Regions from separate parts of the Mus musculus genome. Here regions 2, 3, 4 and 5 are each linked to region 1. The links are chromatin contacts, called in public ChIA-PET, Hi-C and HiChIP or PLAC-seq maps. All regions are on one chromosome and are shown on one strand. The core of a region is the stretch at or near the end of the contact, and the rest is flanking DNA. Distances in the headings are between cores, read along the strand shown. Region 1 overlaps Gm40777 (a long non-coding RNA gene). Region 2 has its middle 43 kb from the start of Ifngas1. Region 3 has its middle 20 kb from the start of Ifng. Region 4 holds the start of Ifngas1 (Ifng antisense RNA 1). Region 5 holds the start of Cand1 (cullin associated and neddylation disassociated 1).

Region 1 (2,700 bases), core at 121-2,620:
AACCTGCCTTCCAACTGTATAGATACATGCAGCGTGTGGAAATGAAGCCACTCCAGGGCAAACGACCCCCAAGAGTTCTCCGGAAGATGGAATTCTTCCCAATTTTGTGTGTGTGTGTGTGTGTGTGTTTTCCTGTGATAAAACATCTTGATAAAAGCAACTTAGGGGCTAAGGAATTTAGTTGGTTCACAGTTCATTTATAGTTTATTCTTGTGGGGAAGTCAGGACACCTGAGGCATATATTACATCCATAGTCAAGACCACAGAGCAAGGAGTTTACGAATGCACCAGAGTGCTCAGCTTGCTCTCTCCATGCTCACAGAGTCCACCATTTCCTGTCTAGAGGACTGTCCCACTGGGATCAATCTATGCAGAATAATCCCTCACAGACACGTGCATAACTAACCTAGTCTAGACAATCCACATTAGGACTTCTTAGATTACACCTAGATTGTATTGAGTTGACAATGAGCGCTAGTTCCTCTAGGGTCATGAACTAGGTTCCAGCCACCTATTGGGAAGGAAAAAGGTAATGTGCCCCACAAAGTCTACTCCATCATCTTGGGTTCCTTTCTTTCAGTGAAGATTTCCAGAAAAAAAGGGGGGATGAAAAAATGACTTACTGGGGGAAATATGAAAAACACCCAGGATCATAATAAAAATCCTTTCCACCATGGGTTGAATCCAGTCAGAGCCTGTCCTTTTTCTTCCACCTCTTGCGATTTCTGAAACATCGTTTGAAGAAACATTTCATGACGGTCTTTCAAAATGTCAACCTATTTTGGAGTCGGCAAAGCCGACTTTCCTTTGTTCCGTGTTGTTAACGCAGAGCTATAATCTGAGAAGTTTTTACACAGAAACAATAAGAAAGCTGACAACTTTCATTTTAAGAAATCTTGAAAAGGTGGGGAATTATGTATATTGTATTATTAGTATGCTTTTACTCCTGTATATGTGAATATTAGCACTTCATACGTAAATAGAAACTTCAGGTCATAAGTAAAATGCACGGTCTCTCCTATGCAGGAAAAAAGGTCGTCAAAGCCATGAGGGGATTTAAAAGATCCACTCAGTCAATAATTAAAACAGTTTGCGTGTAGCTGGCAAATTTAGAAAGTGAAAGTTAAAAGCCATCAATCAATAGCATTCTGCAGATATGTTTTGTTTGGCTTTTACATGGGACTTTTTGAAAATGTGAACGCGAGTCCAGCCTTTTAAAATTAGACTTCATGTAAATACACATGTTTCTGGTTGTTCTAGAAACAACACAAAATCAGACTGCATTAGCCTTCCTTCCATCTTTCACAATAGTGGCATACAAGCCTTCCTATCCCCACCTCCACCCTGGGCCCTGCAGAATACCACAGCCCCTACCACTTCCTGTTATTGTACGTGCGCCTTTGCTTTTGGTGGTACCTACTTCTACAGCATGCCGGTAACCTCTACATGAGTTTTTTAATTAATGGAATTTCCTCACCACTGCCTTTCCACAGATAGGAACGCATCTCCCCGCTCCCCGCTCTTTCCTTTCTTTGTTTATTTGGGTATTTATTTACACCGAGACTGCTCAGACTGGTCTTGTTTATAAATAAAAATCTGGAACAAGAAGTATCGTTTTGCCTCGCAGTTAGTTGTGGAGACTCTGAAATCATGGCTTGTTTGAGATCTACCTGAGGTGACCTGGCGTAGCCACTGCAGACAGCTCTATGGGGATTCATCATATACTGTAAAAGCATACATTGTTTCCTTACAGTTACCATCTTGCTTTGTCTGGAAGTTGTTAAGGTCTTGAAGTTTCTGTAGACATTCACGAGCACGTTTTGAATAGGGCAGAAATCCCCATGTCTCCCTACTGTGGAAGGGCCCAGGGGAAGAATACATTTAGGACACCGATGACTCTTGAAATAGCCTGCTTATTCAGTAGTGCTGCATACTAGTTTGTATCTGAACATATCGTGGCCAGCATTAAATGCCAGACTTCTACCCTTCCAAAGTATTTCCCCTAATGTGCTTCCTGTCTCGGCGTAGGGAACTTCCGGTGTTCCGGTCAGCCAGGCCGTGTGCCTTGAAGCAGTTCAGCTAGTTTTATTTGTCAACTTTTATCACAACCTAGAATCATCTTGAAAAAGGGAAGCTCAACCGAGGAATTCCCAGATTTCAGTGGCCTGGGACCGTGTCTGTGACAGGTTGTCTTGGTTGTGGTTCATGAGGGAAAATCCAGGCTGCCATGCATCTAGGCTATATAGGGAAGTTAGCGAAGCGTGAGCCGGAGACAACTGTTTCTGCCTCAGTTACTGCTCGGGATCCTGTTGTCACTTCCTTCAGAGATGACCCATGACCTGGAAGTGTAAGCCAAATAAAACCCTTTCCTCCCCAGGTTACTTCCGGCCAGACTGTTTTATCGCAGCCACGGGAAATTGAGTAGAATGTGGTTGTTTATTCTCCTCTTGCTCTTATCCGTCCATCCCATCATCTACAAAACCTAATAACCTCACACTAAAAGAATTCTACCAACCACTCACTTCTCTTTATGGCTAATATCGCCATAATTAAAGGCAACGCTACAGCTCAACCGCATCATGAGAAATATCTTCTTACGTAGTCTCCATTGCTCCTTTTATTCCCAACATGGCTACCATGAGGATCCCTTCCAGATGACCTTTCAGGTGTTCCCTTCAGATGTCCCTTTTGGACAAACCT
Region 2 (2,700 bases), core at 75-2,574, 280 kb before region 1:
ACACACACACACACATACACACACACACACACACACACACACAGAGGAGGGCACACATACACACACATACATATAGACACCCACCCTGTGCACACACACATACCACCCCTACACACACACACACACACACACACTGTATGACTTGGTGTGGGGGCTGTGTGAGCTGTCTTTATCCCCCCTGTTTCCTGAAGCGTGGCCCCCACAGGGGCAGGTACTGCCTGTGAGGTGGGATGCTCACTCCACTGCTCTCACTCTGCTCATTACCTCAGTGATAGGCCCCCGGGGAGATGCTGGCTTCCATCTGCTCTTTAGGAACGTCCTTGTGTAGGAGCGAATTGTGTCCTAACTTGGGTTATTAATTTTTATAGTGAGATCTCAGGGAGGTTATACTGAGTTTACACATGGAAAAGTAGGTAGAAAGTTGAAGGTTTTTCTCCAGTAAAACAGGAACACTCACTACCCCACTATACATACATACATACATATACATACATACATACATACATATATTCACATATGTAGACACACATGCACGCATGTCCAAGTGTGCACACAAATGCACCTATTTTCCCTAGACAACTATATAATGTAGTAAATTACTATAAGTTGTGCTTGTGTGTGTGTGCAAGTATTTGTGCATGTATTTGTGCATGCATGTTCCTATGTGTGTCTATGTGCCTGAGTGCATGTGTTTGAGTCTTTTTCAGGCTTTGCTTCTGAGGATGATGAACACAGAGAATGATGGAGTAAATGAGCCACTCCGGGAGAGTGAGCAATGAATACCTGGGCACGTGCCTGAGATTCAACTGCCACATCTGTACTTGAGTAAAGCCTTGTGGTACACAGTGTTACCTTTATCATCAACATCATCATTGTCATTGTTATCGTCATCATCATACCTTGTATCTCTATATCACCTCTTGCTTGAAAACAGACATTTCAAAAATACACTCAGGCCTTGTCACAGATGTGGGTGGCGAGTGTTATTCTAATCTCTCTCCAGATGAGAAGAGCATAGCCCAATGCCCAGGGAGCTAAAGGAAGCGTTGTAAAACTGAAGCTCAAGCTGACCTGATATAATTTGTTGAAGTGGGTACTGATTTTTTTCCCAGTTTTTTGTTTTTTTTTTACTGAAACATGACCTATGCCCCATAAATTTACATTTTGAATCTGCATATTAGTTATTTTTAATATTTTCGCAAACTTGTGTGCCAAAACCACTATCCAAGAATATTGTTATAATCTCAGAAAGAAACCCCACATACATGTGGGGCCAGTGACCATTTCCTTCCTTTCTCAGCCTCTGGCAACCGCAAATCTACTTTCTGTTTCATTTATTTTTGTCTTTTGCCTGTTACAGAGAGCCGATACAAAAGGCTCCTACATTACCTGACCTTGTGTCTGGATCCTTTAACTTAGCATAGCATTTTCAAGACTCATTCTGACTTATGACCGAGTAAATCCCCTGCCCACCCCCCCCCCCAACCCCCAGTTGTATCGATAGACTGTATTTTGTTTGTTCACGTTTCAGTTGATGGACATTTGGGTTGGATCTACTCGGAGACTATTAAAATAATGCTTCTGTGAATATTTTCTATTTCCTGGAGGGGGGGGATGTCAACAAATGTCTATTCACCCATGATGACAGCTAAAGAAATTGTCCCGTCCGAATCTCACTTAGAAAAATGACAAGCTTATTGGGGACACCGACAGGAACATGGAAGACACAGGCAAAGGTTCCACTGGGAGCTCACTGCACCACGAGACGTTCTGACCCTGAAAAGCTGCATCTTTGGGGTTTCCTTCCTGTGTATGTGTTCAAAACTCCACCCTGCCCTCCTCATCCCATCCTTTTTGACCTACTTGAGTCTGGCCAGCTTTTCTTTCCTCTAAAGGAAGGAGTGTTTCAGTTTGGAGGATATAATGGTGCAACATTAGTGAACACGTTTTCTGTAGACATGTTTTCAGGCTTCTTGGATGTGTATGCAGTTGTGGAATTGCTGAGTGTCAAAGAACTCCAGTCTTTAACATTTTTGAGGAATCGTCAGAGGGCTTTATTTAGAGCAGTGGTTCTTAGCTTGTGAGGCTCAACCCCTTTGAAGGTCGAAGGACGTATTCACAGGGATCACATAAGACTATGGGGACACACGGATGCTTACACTATGCTACATAACAGTAGCAAAGATTACAGTTATGAAATAGCAACAAAAGTGATTTTACGGCTGGGGGTCACCACAACATGAGGAACTGTATTAAAGGGTCGCAGCATTAGGAAGACTGGGAGCCACTGGGTTTGAGCCTGCAGATTTGAATTCCCTCCCATGCTTGTGTAAGTTCTGAGCCTTTGAACCCTCAAGAGCAGCATTTTTTTTATCTACAGTTGTGACAATTACCCATCCTACTCAATGTAATAGTACTGATTGTTAAACAATAGGTGATTTTTAAAATATTGATTTTTTAAAAAATTATTTCAATGTGTGCATGTGCGTATGTGGATCTGTATTTGCGTATGTGAGTGCAGGTGCCTTTAGAGGCTGGAGCGGCTGGATCTCCTGCAGCTGGGGTTACAGATGGTTGTGAGTCACCTGGCTGCTGTGAGCTGAGAATCCCAGGGGGCAGCAAGCGCCTGAACAGGTTAGCCATTTCTCTGGCTCCATTGGATGATCTGTTGAAAGGGGTGTAACTTGAGCTGTCACTTCC
Region 3 (2,700 bases), core at 138-2,637, 420 kb before region 1:
GCTGGGGACGGCCACACAGTGATGGTACAGAAACCAGAGTTCTCTTGGAACTGAGAAGTGAAGAAACAATTGGCTGATTCCAGGGCATAGCTGTGAGAAGTATGGCTTTGAGTTGTTGTTTCTGAAGAGGAGAGAGTGAGCTGAGAGAGAAAAAGTTCTGTCTTTAAGAGATTTGTTTTTCTCCCTGACAAGTAGCTTAAAGGTCACATGCCGACTAGTATAGGAATGTTCTTAACCACACAAGTTTCAGTTAAAAATCAAAATCAAATGCTGCTAAGGAAACCAGTTTTTATTTTGAACATCAGATCGGCAAATAAAGAAAATTGTAACACCATGGGAGTGAGCGCCTAGAAGTTCAGTGCTCTGGTAGGCAGTGCCAGCCAAACCACAGACTGGATTTTCTATGCTAAAGTGTGGAAACATTTATTTTCATCTCTTTTTTTCCTTATCTCAGAGATGAGACCAGAATGGCATTGTCAAGGCCTGATTCACACCCAACTTCCCAAACTGCTGCATCTCAAATGTCAAACCATGAAGATATTTGGTTTAGGCAGTATCTTGATTGCAGGTCTGTCTAGAAAAGAAAAAAATTTCCTAGCTGTTTTGATCAAAGCTAGATATTTGATTTCTGCTTCTTCTTGGGGGAAAGTTGGCGAGAAACAGGGAGGCTGAAGAGACGATTAGAGAGCTGTCGCATCAGAAGTGAAAAGAGATGTTTCTAGAATGATCAGAGGGTTGGCGGATGCAGGTCAGCAAGGGATTCAGAACCCAACCAGGAGTCAGCATCAGAACCTATTTTAGGTTTCTCTCTCTCTTTCTCTCTCTCTCTCTCTCTCTCTCTCTCTCTCTCTCTCTCTCTCTCTCTCTCGTGTATGTGTGTGTGTGTGTGTGTGTGTGTGTGCATGCTTACTGTGGAAAGCCTAGGCATGGTAATGAATCTTTCAAGGTAGCTCCACGAAGGGATTGGTGTTGCTACTTTCCTTTTACAAGTGAGGAGAGTGAAGCCCAGGACCACTCAGCTAGTAAGCAGCAGACACAAGAATCAAATCCAGATACTTAAGCCCAGAAGCCACACCCTTCTTCAATACACATCTGCTGAAAGAAAAGGAAGCCAGTCAGGAGTGGGGAGGAATCGGACACCTGCTGGGCACTTATGTCCGGGCAGTGAATCTCAAAAAAGAATAAGTGCCTCTCACACGGATCGATGAAATTGAACAGAGGACCCAGATGTTTGGGTCATATACCTACAGACACCTGCTTTTCTACAAAGAAGCCAAAAAGCAACAGTTCAGGAACTCTTCATATGCAGCAATCCTGTATTCTTCAATGGAGTGTCACAGGGTGAGGTGTGGGTGGAGTGGGGGAGGGCTTGGAGTGAGGGTGGGGCAGGGCTTAGGTCAACCACACCCCAGGGTAAGCCCCATGCCCAGGAGCAGTCTGTCAACATGAATGAACTCGGTGGTATTTTTGTGTAGTTTCTGTTTTGTTTTCTTTTTTACCCCCTTATTAGTCTTTTTTGTTTCTATGACGTTTTTTGTTTCTTGAATGAGGGGAGAGAGAGAGAGAGAGAGAGAGAGAGAGAGTTGAGTGGATAGGGTGGTAGAGAGGATCTGGGAGGAGTTGTGAGAAGAAAAAACATGATCAAAGTACATTGTAAGAGAAACATATTTAAAAAAATAAAAAAAGAAATAGGTCTCCTTTGCATGGCAAAGGCAGGGGATATAACAGAATTGGTGTGCAAAAACCGGGGCAAGGGCAGGGCCTGCAGTCCTTTGTTCTGCTGGGCTGCAGCTTCCACACACCCCTCCATTTCTCCTTTCACTCATGGAAGAGCATGTCTCAGTCAGGGCTGCCTTCTGTTCTCCCATTATCCATGGTTATTTTGTGTTCCTGCAGCTTCTGAAGTGAGGAGAGGAAGTCCTTGGTTAGTTGTTGTAACAGCCACTCTGTAACAGGGAAATGTGTGGTTCCCAAGAGAAGCGATGGCTACGTCGAGAGCTCAGCTCTCAGGTCTGATCAGAGAGAATCTCAAAGGAAAGTCGGTGCTGGAAGGAAAAAAGAGACTAGGTTAAAATTTCAAAGTACAAGTCCTATGTTCTATCCCATAACCTTTTAAAATTAACTAATTAATCAATTAATTTTATTATTAAATTCCATTTAAAAATCAGTTAACTAATTTTGGTGGATCTCCTTTTTTTCCCTCCTCTACCTGTCCTGGAACTCAGCTCTTTCTCTGTTTACATGATGGTTCATTTAGGCCTGTTCTTTTGTGACTAAGAACCTGGAGCTGAGTGTATTCTCTTTGCTTCTCCTTGTCAGTTGGAAGGTAACTGATGAACTGATATTACATGGGGAAACAGACTGGATGCAGAACTTGGAGTAACTTATCCTAAGAATGTTGATGCCTTCAAAGAACAGTCTTTAAGTTCAGAAGACTTGATTTTGAAATAACCAAGTTTTAAAGGAGAAACTTCAGGGTGTTTGGGGTTATCCAATGTTTATAGAGCATTAGAGATGAGCCAGGCAATCTGCAAAGGCAACGCTGAAGTGTAAACTACTGTTTTCTTTGGAAAGTCAGTTATGTCAAACGATGTTTTGCTGGGGCACACAGATGAAGGGATGTTTTACTAAGGCAGACATCTGAAAGAATGTTTTGCTGAAGCAGACACAGATGGAAGGATGTTTTGCCATAGCAGACAT
Region 4 (2,700 bases), core at 94-2,593, 330 kb before region 1:
GCCTCAGCCCTCCCTCCCCTCCCCTGACCCCACACTCCACCCCCATCTCTGCAAAACACAGAAGCTTACCGAAAAGAGGAAAAGAGTCACCTGCTACTTGTTTGTACCATCTTTTATCTTGGGTCTTCCCAAAACCCAAGTATCAATGCATCGACAGATAATCACACAAGCGTGTGTGCAGTTGTGCCACGTGACCAACTGACCAGCCCATGCAAGAGAGGTCAAAGAGGATGAGACACTTATCGTAGAGCGTCTGTGGCTTCAAAATAAATAATTAAAAATCATGAATGCTTTTCACATGCTAAGATGTAAAAAGTTTCTAATCCTCAGCAATGAGAACGAGAAGGCTGAGCCAGGTTTCTAGGTTTGTGACTCTAAGAAAACGAAACCGATCGTTCTTATCCTTCGTCTTTGATTCACTGCTATGGCTGGTCTGGTTAGGGCTTACAGGAGCCATGTCAGACTAATGAATGTCTCAGAGACCTGTTTGAACCCGGAAGACGAAACTTCTCTCGTTTGGCCCCTTCATCAGCCAATCGAAGAAGCCTGCTTTAAGGATATTGATTTGAATTCAATTTCAATTTTCTAAACAAAAAAATTATGTAATTTGCCTTAATTTGCAATATGGATTGGGAAAATGGAACCTACCCAAAACACACAAGAGGCCACTTACTGGAGCTAATCCTATAGTATCACCAGAAACCCTATAGTATCACCAGAAACCCTATAGTATTACCAACTTTCCCTGTTATTTTTTTTGTTGTTGTTGTTATTAAAAAAAATCCGTTGGTTATCCAAGACCTTGAAGGCACCGTTGCTTTAAGGGTATCTCTAACTAAATGCCTTTGCAACCTGAATACAAAGGCCCTACCAAGTCCATTTCCACAAATCTCCTTGGGACCACGTCACTAGAATAATTCCACCAAAGCTTACTGTGGACTCGAGTCCAGCTGGATAGAGGCTTTACGTACTTCTTCTAGCTCATTCTGAAATCTCAGGAAGAGTGTGTGGGCTTGCAGAAACAAACAGGTCTTGAGCAATTCCTTCACCCGAACTGACTTAGACCATTCCTTCCCTTTAGCTTCCTCCCATTTCATTCTAGCCTTCCCTTCTCCTGTCCCTTCCACCTCCTATCAGAAGCACGAAAAACATCACCCACTTGCAGCATCTCCTAATGCCACCCATGGTAACGCTACATTTTAAGGACATGCATTTATTTGTTTTAAAAATGTACTCCGCAAAAGGCCCTCCCAAGGAAAAGCGTCCTCACCCTCCTGATGCCAGTCCAAGTGTTATTTTTCTCTCAGGCTCTTCTCTTCCCGGATGACTATACTTTTGGTTGGTGTGTCTCTGCAAGAATGCTCAAGACCTCTTAAAGAGTCAGAAAAGCTACCTGGGTTTGCAGGCAGCTTCCTGTGGGGGTCACAGCCTGCAGAGTGAACAATGAATTATTGCACAGAAGATGGGCAAGGTGTGTGAAAAAAACAGGAAGCACCTGTCAAAGTGTGACTTTCTTCCTGGCAGCAGAGAGCTCCCTCTGAGGTGGTTCTAGATGCTTCTTGCTGCTTCCACTGTGACCTCTAAGACTGTGAAGTACCCTAGAGAACAAGGAAAGACCTGTGAAGGGAAGGGTTATTTGGACACTTTGATGGAGGGGTGAGAGTGATGGCCGTTCATAGCTTCTCTAGGTTCCTTTTTGCCATAGAGATTCGTTTGTATAGAACTGAAACTGAGTGATCATTGCAATGGGGAAATTTGAACACCTGAGAATTAGAAGTAACATATTTATTATTGCTGGTTCCTATCATAGGGACATGCTTCCATTGATTGATTATTCAGTGAACATATTCTATGTCAAACAGTAAGAGAGAACTTAGGCATTAACAGGGGACAAAACAAACATGTATTCCCGTATCCCGTGTTAGCCTTAAATTTAACTTATAAGGCACCGTGTTTCAGATTTGCGTTTTCACTTTTTAAAAAAAATGTATTTTATTTTTTATCTAGGATGTGTAAGGGAAGGGGTATGTACTTGCTCCTTCAGAGGTCAGAGGTCAGAGGACAACGTGCCGGGTTTGGTTTTCATGCAGGTCCAGGGAGTCAAACCCAGATTATCATCTTGGCAGTAAACACCATCACTCAGAATCATCTTGGCTCTTCACGACTTTGCTTCCTTTCCCGTTTTTAAAAAATCCTTGTATGCATGTATACGATTTAGTAGTGTTCTTAATGGAAACACCACTGAGATCAAGTCCCCTCCTTGAGTTTGAAAGTTGTAAGTTGTTGGAGGTAGCTGGCCAGGCCAGCTTGTGATAGATAGTATGTGCTAGCAACACGTAGACCAAGCAAGACATACCTCTGTTAGCTAATTAGATTAACCAAATCCCTTGACTGGAGACACCTAATTGCTGCCACACTAATGCACATGTGGACATAGAGAAATGGATTAAAGAGTCTCAAAGTCTCAAATTTACCTACCATGTTGGTTTGCATAATGTTGGTAACTGTTTTCATAGTGGGGTAGGGTGGGGTGAGGGGGCGATGTTAGAGACCTTATGAATGGCACAGGTAAATAATGCAGCCCTCGCATGGGTATGGAAGATGATAGACAAGTTCACTGAGCCTTCTATCTCCAAGGACTTCTGTTTCTTCATTTAGAAATGTAAAACTGAGTGAAGCAATCCTACCCATCCTTTCAAC
Region 5 (2,700 bases), core at 102-2,601, 360 kb after region 1:
CAAAACTGTACTATGGCCCAAGGCATTACAGAGGAAAACTTAGGTATCAAAAAAATAGCCTTTTTTCTTTTGACAGAGGGCTTATTTGTGAAGGATTAGGCGTGGTGTGTGTGTTAACAATCAGTGTAGCATGAAAAAAACAGACGAGGCGACTGTGTGAAAATATAACACCTTCGATATGCACGGGACTAAGAACCAATGGTCCAGGTCTTGCAGAACACAACTCTATGATTAAGCTTCATGGCTCACCAGCCTCTCTTTTCAAGATTGGTTTGCTTGGCAATCCAGCCCTCTGGCCATGACTCTGTATAGGGATGTGAGACCGAAACCCCAAGATCCTGCGTGGCTTTCACTCGGCCGGAGAAAAGTGACAGGGATGCTGGCGGGAAAACCCTGCAGGCCAAGTTTCCCCCCCACCAAGCCGGGCTCCCCTCCCCCTTCTGGCCACCTTCGCCAAAGAGAAGGATCCAAAGAGAAAGTATACAATCCAATCAGCGAAGGCCTCGGAGAAAGTTGATCGTGGCACCCATTTCCCATCCGCGGGAAAAAGCCAGGCGGCGGCTGAGTGGCTGGAGAGCGGCAGCTTGTCCCCCAGCGCCGGGATGGCCTGGCGCCTCGGGAGGGCCGGGGACTAGGCCCGGCCACCCGCCCGCCCGGGAAAAACTCCTTCCCTCCCGCGCAGCCCGTGCCTTCGGGCCCGGGCGCTACCTGGGACGCGTCCCTGGGGGTGGACAAAGGATGCGCCAGGGACGCCGGGACGCGGACCAGCCCCGGGCGGCCAGAGCGGACAACGGCCTAGCGGGGAGATGGGGGAGGGGGTGGCTGGAGACCCGCCGGACCGAGGGGTGGGGCAGGGCCTGTCGCGAGGCCCGGGCGGCGGCCGCCCTCCACCTCTCCCCCACCCCGAGGTGGGGCGAGGGTCGGATTTCAGCCTCACCTGAAGTCCTTGTCGCTGGATGTCATTTTCTCCAGCAAGTTGGAGATGTGGTACGAAGCGCTCGCCATGTTGCCGGCCTCGATCCCGCCTGCTGGCTCAGTGGCTGCTGGGCCCCGCGGCCGGGGCTCCTCCTCTCCTTGGCGGCGGCGCCCGCTTCCAGGGTCGCACCGCGACGCGGACTGGGGAAGGCGCTCCGACGCGACGTCCAGTCCCCGGCCAGACGGGGATGGGGAGGGGAATGGCTGCCCCGGGGGGGAGGTAGGGGAGGCCGAGAGTGAGTGACGGGGACGGCCTAACGACGGCGCTGCTCGCGGGGCGCCGAGCTCATGGGCGGCGGGACGGACGGCTTGGGCCTCGCCGGGAAGCCAGACACTTGCGTTCGGGCCGCCTCGCTCCCACTCCCTCCGCACTCGCTCCCTAGGGCAAGAGGCCAAAGCCCGCCTCCTTCGCTAGGAGGGCGGGGGCGGCCGACGCAGGGCGCTGCGGGGAGGCGGGGTCGGAGGTCACCGGGGCTGCCCGGCGCACTCTGCGCAGTCGCGGTTTACAGGGACGCTCCCGTTGGCCCGGCCGGCTGTCTGTCTTCGCACGGGCCGCCTTTCGGGCGGAATGGCAACGCCTCGAGGGGCTCTTCTCGCGAGACCTTAAAGCGACGGTTAAAGGACGGGCAGTGAGCGTCCAAGGCCGGAGTTCTGCAAACGCTCCTTGCTCCTCCCTGCGACATTAAGAAGGAAGGTCTATGCGTTTGAAAGCGCGTGGGGCTTGTGGGTGATGATGCTAAGAGCTGGCCTGGAGGCCAAGGGGTGCAATGGAAAAATGAGCTCTCTTTCCGAACGGTACGCGTGGCCGAAACTGTCCCCTAACAACCATGCTGTATGGTTGCCACGTGAGAACTACGACTCCCACAATTCAATTGGGGACACACGAAGGACGTGATTGGCTCTTTGAACCTGGAGTTTCTTTATTGGTTCCCGTGGTCGGAGAGAATGCTGGGATTTGCAGGCAGGCAACGCGGGTTATGCTAAATAAAATCTTTCCATCGGCGTGTGCTGTTTCTAAAGTGTCTGTTTCCCTGAAAACATCGCCCACTCCCACCCCCACCCCCGTCCTCATGTTGTTTTGGGCAAGCGCCTTGCAAAATTCAGTGTTTTGGTAGGGGCCTAGTCGAACCTTAGTACTAATCTTTGCTCCGCTAAAAGGCCTCAGGGCCACAGTTTGGACGTAATCCTTTTATTCATCCCGGAGCCACTTTTTTTCTGTTCCATTTAGGTCCTAGTAAGGATTCTCTCCCAATGCCAAACATGGATGGTGCACGCCTCTAATCCCTGATCAGTAGAGGCAAGTGTAGGAGAGCCTTGTGGGTCTCAAGTATAAAAGCTAGCTTGGTCTCTAAATCGAATCCTAGGCCAGTTAGGGGTATCTAGTGCAAACCTGTCGCAAATAGGGGAGGTGGTGGGGAAGTATCATTGCAGATTGTGCTCTGAGCCTACATCTTTCAATAGTCGGCTTCTGTGCACTTAGTTATGAAATCTAAGTTTTCCTATGTGCTCGGATACACCAACACAACCACCAGAGATCAGAGGTGACATGTACAACTGTTTGTTTACTCTCCAAGTTTCCCTAACCGTTCAGTATTTCACAAATAGCCCAAAGAAGAGTTGGAAGGATCAGAGATTTAGGTTTGGTTTGCTTTTCTGAGATAGAGTTTCTCTGGGTAACCCTGGCTGTTTTGGAACTCAATCTGTAGACCAGGCTGATCTCAAACT

What was found. Hi-C and Micro-C count contacts between places; a contact is called where the count stands out from the background. ChIA-PET counts read pairs in DNA pulled down with a chosen protein or histone mark. HiChIP or PLAC-seq counts read pairs in DNA pulled down with a chosen protein or histone mark.
Region 2: a contact with region 1 is called in a Hi-C map of granulocyte-monocyte progenitors, with 2.8 times the contacts expected there. The contact joins two enhancer-like sites. A contact is called at or near these places in 13 of 484 Hi-C or Micro-C datasets (the AML12 cell line, CD8 T cells, bone marrow-derived macrophages and 8 more), 14 of 115 datasets of contacts at active chromatin or transcription factors (T-cell acute lymphoblastic leukemia, bone marrow-derived macrophages, craniofacial prominence and 11 more) and 3 of 9 other capture datasets (bone marrow-derived macrophages, embryonic stem cells and liver).
Region 3: a contact with region 1 is called in an H3K27ac HiChIP or PLAC-seq map of thymic regulatory T cells, with 2.5 times the contacts expected there. The contact joins two enhancer-like sites. A contact is called at or near these places in 1 of 484 Hi-C or Micro-C datasets (spermatogonial stem cells) and 1 of 115 datasets of contacts at active chromatin or transcription factors (thymic regulatory T cells).
Region 4: a contact with region 1 is called in an RNA polymerase II ChIA-PET map of effector CD8 T cells, with 6 read pairs. The contact joins the promoter of Ifngas1 here to the enhancer-like site in region 1. A contact is called at or near these places in 1 of 39 promoter capture datasets (stem cell-derived epiblast-like cells), 5 of 115 datasets of contacts at active chromatin or transcription factors (craniofacial prominence, effector CD8 T cells, embryonic midbrain and 2 more) and 1 of 9 other capture datasets (embryonic stem cells).
Region 5: a contact with region 1 is called in an H3K4me3 HiChIP or PLAC-seq map of bone marrow-derived macrophages, with 3 times the contacts expected there. The contact joins the promoter of Cand1 here to the enhancer-like site in region 1. A contact is called at or near these places in 17 of 484 Hi-C or Micro-C datasets (the Ba/F3 cell line, the G1E-ER4 cell line, the HL-1 cell line and 13 more), 4 of 115 datasets of contacts at active chromatin or transcription factors (bone marrow-derived dendritic cells, bone marrow-derived macrophages, embryonic midbrain and 1 more) and 1 of 9 other capture datasets (liver).

Annotation. Positions count from the first base shown.
Region 1 is chr10:118,881,336-118,884,035 of GRCm38.p6, forward strand. It overlaps Gm40777 (a long non-coding RNA gene), which reads left to right. Exons shown (of 3, transcript XR_872090.1): 3 at 1-1,006. It also overlaps a transcript of Dyrk2 not described here and the pseudogene Gm26976. Among named protein-coding and RNA genes, the nearest start is that of Gm40777, 11 kb to the left of the region's middle. Within about 2 kb of position 1,371, at least 117 of the 459 cell types and tissues checked have an H3K27ac peak or open chromatin away from gene starts, as enhancers often do. A contact at or near this core is called in the Ba/F3 cell line, CD8 T cells, LSK cells and 10 more, where this site is marked.
Region 2 is chr10:118,598,512-118,601,211 of GRCm38.p6, forward strand. No RefSeq gene overlaps it. Among named protein-coding and RNA genes, the nearest start is that of Ifngas1, 43 kb to the left of the region's middle. Within about 2 kb of position 1,325, at least 46 of the 459 cell types and tissues checked have an H3K27ac peak or open chromatin away from gene starts, as enhancers often do. A contact at or near this core is called in CD8 T cells, bone marrow-derived macrophages, granulocyte-monocyte progenitors and 1 more, where this site is marked.
Region 3 is chr10:118,460,089-118,462,788 of GRCm38.p6, forward strand. No RefSeq gene overlaps it. Among named protein-coding and RNA genes, the nearest start is that of Ifng, 20 kb to the left of the region's middle. Within about 2 kb of position 1,388, at least 20 of the 459 cell types and tissues checked have an H3K27ac peak or open chromatin away from gene starts, as enhancers often do. A contact at or near this core is called in thymic regulatory T cells, where this site is marked.
Region 4 is chr10:118,555,182-118,557,881 of GRCm38.p6, forward strand. Ifngas1 (Ifng antisense RNA 1) reads right to left here and starts at 1,344. Exons shown (of 5, transcript NR_104123.1): 1 at 1,271-1,344.
Region 5 is chr10:119,238,704-119,241,403 of GRCm38.p6, forward strand. It overlaps Cand1 (cullin associated and neddylation disassociated 1), which reads right to left and starts at 1,352. Exons shown (of 15, transcript NM_027994.1): 1 at 938-1,352. The coding sequence starts at 1,005.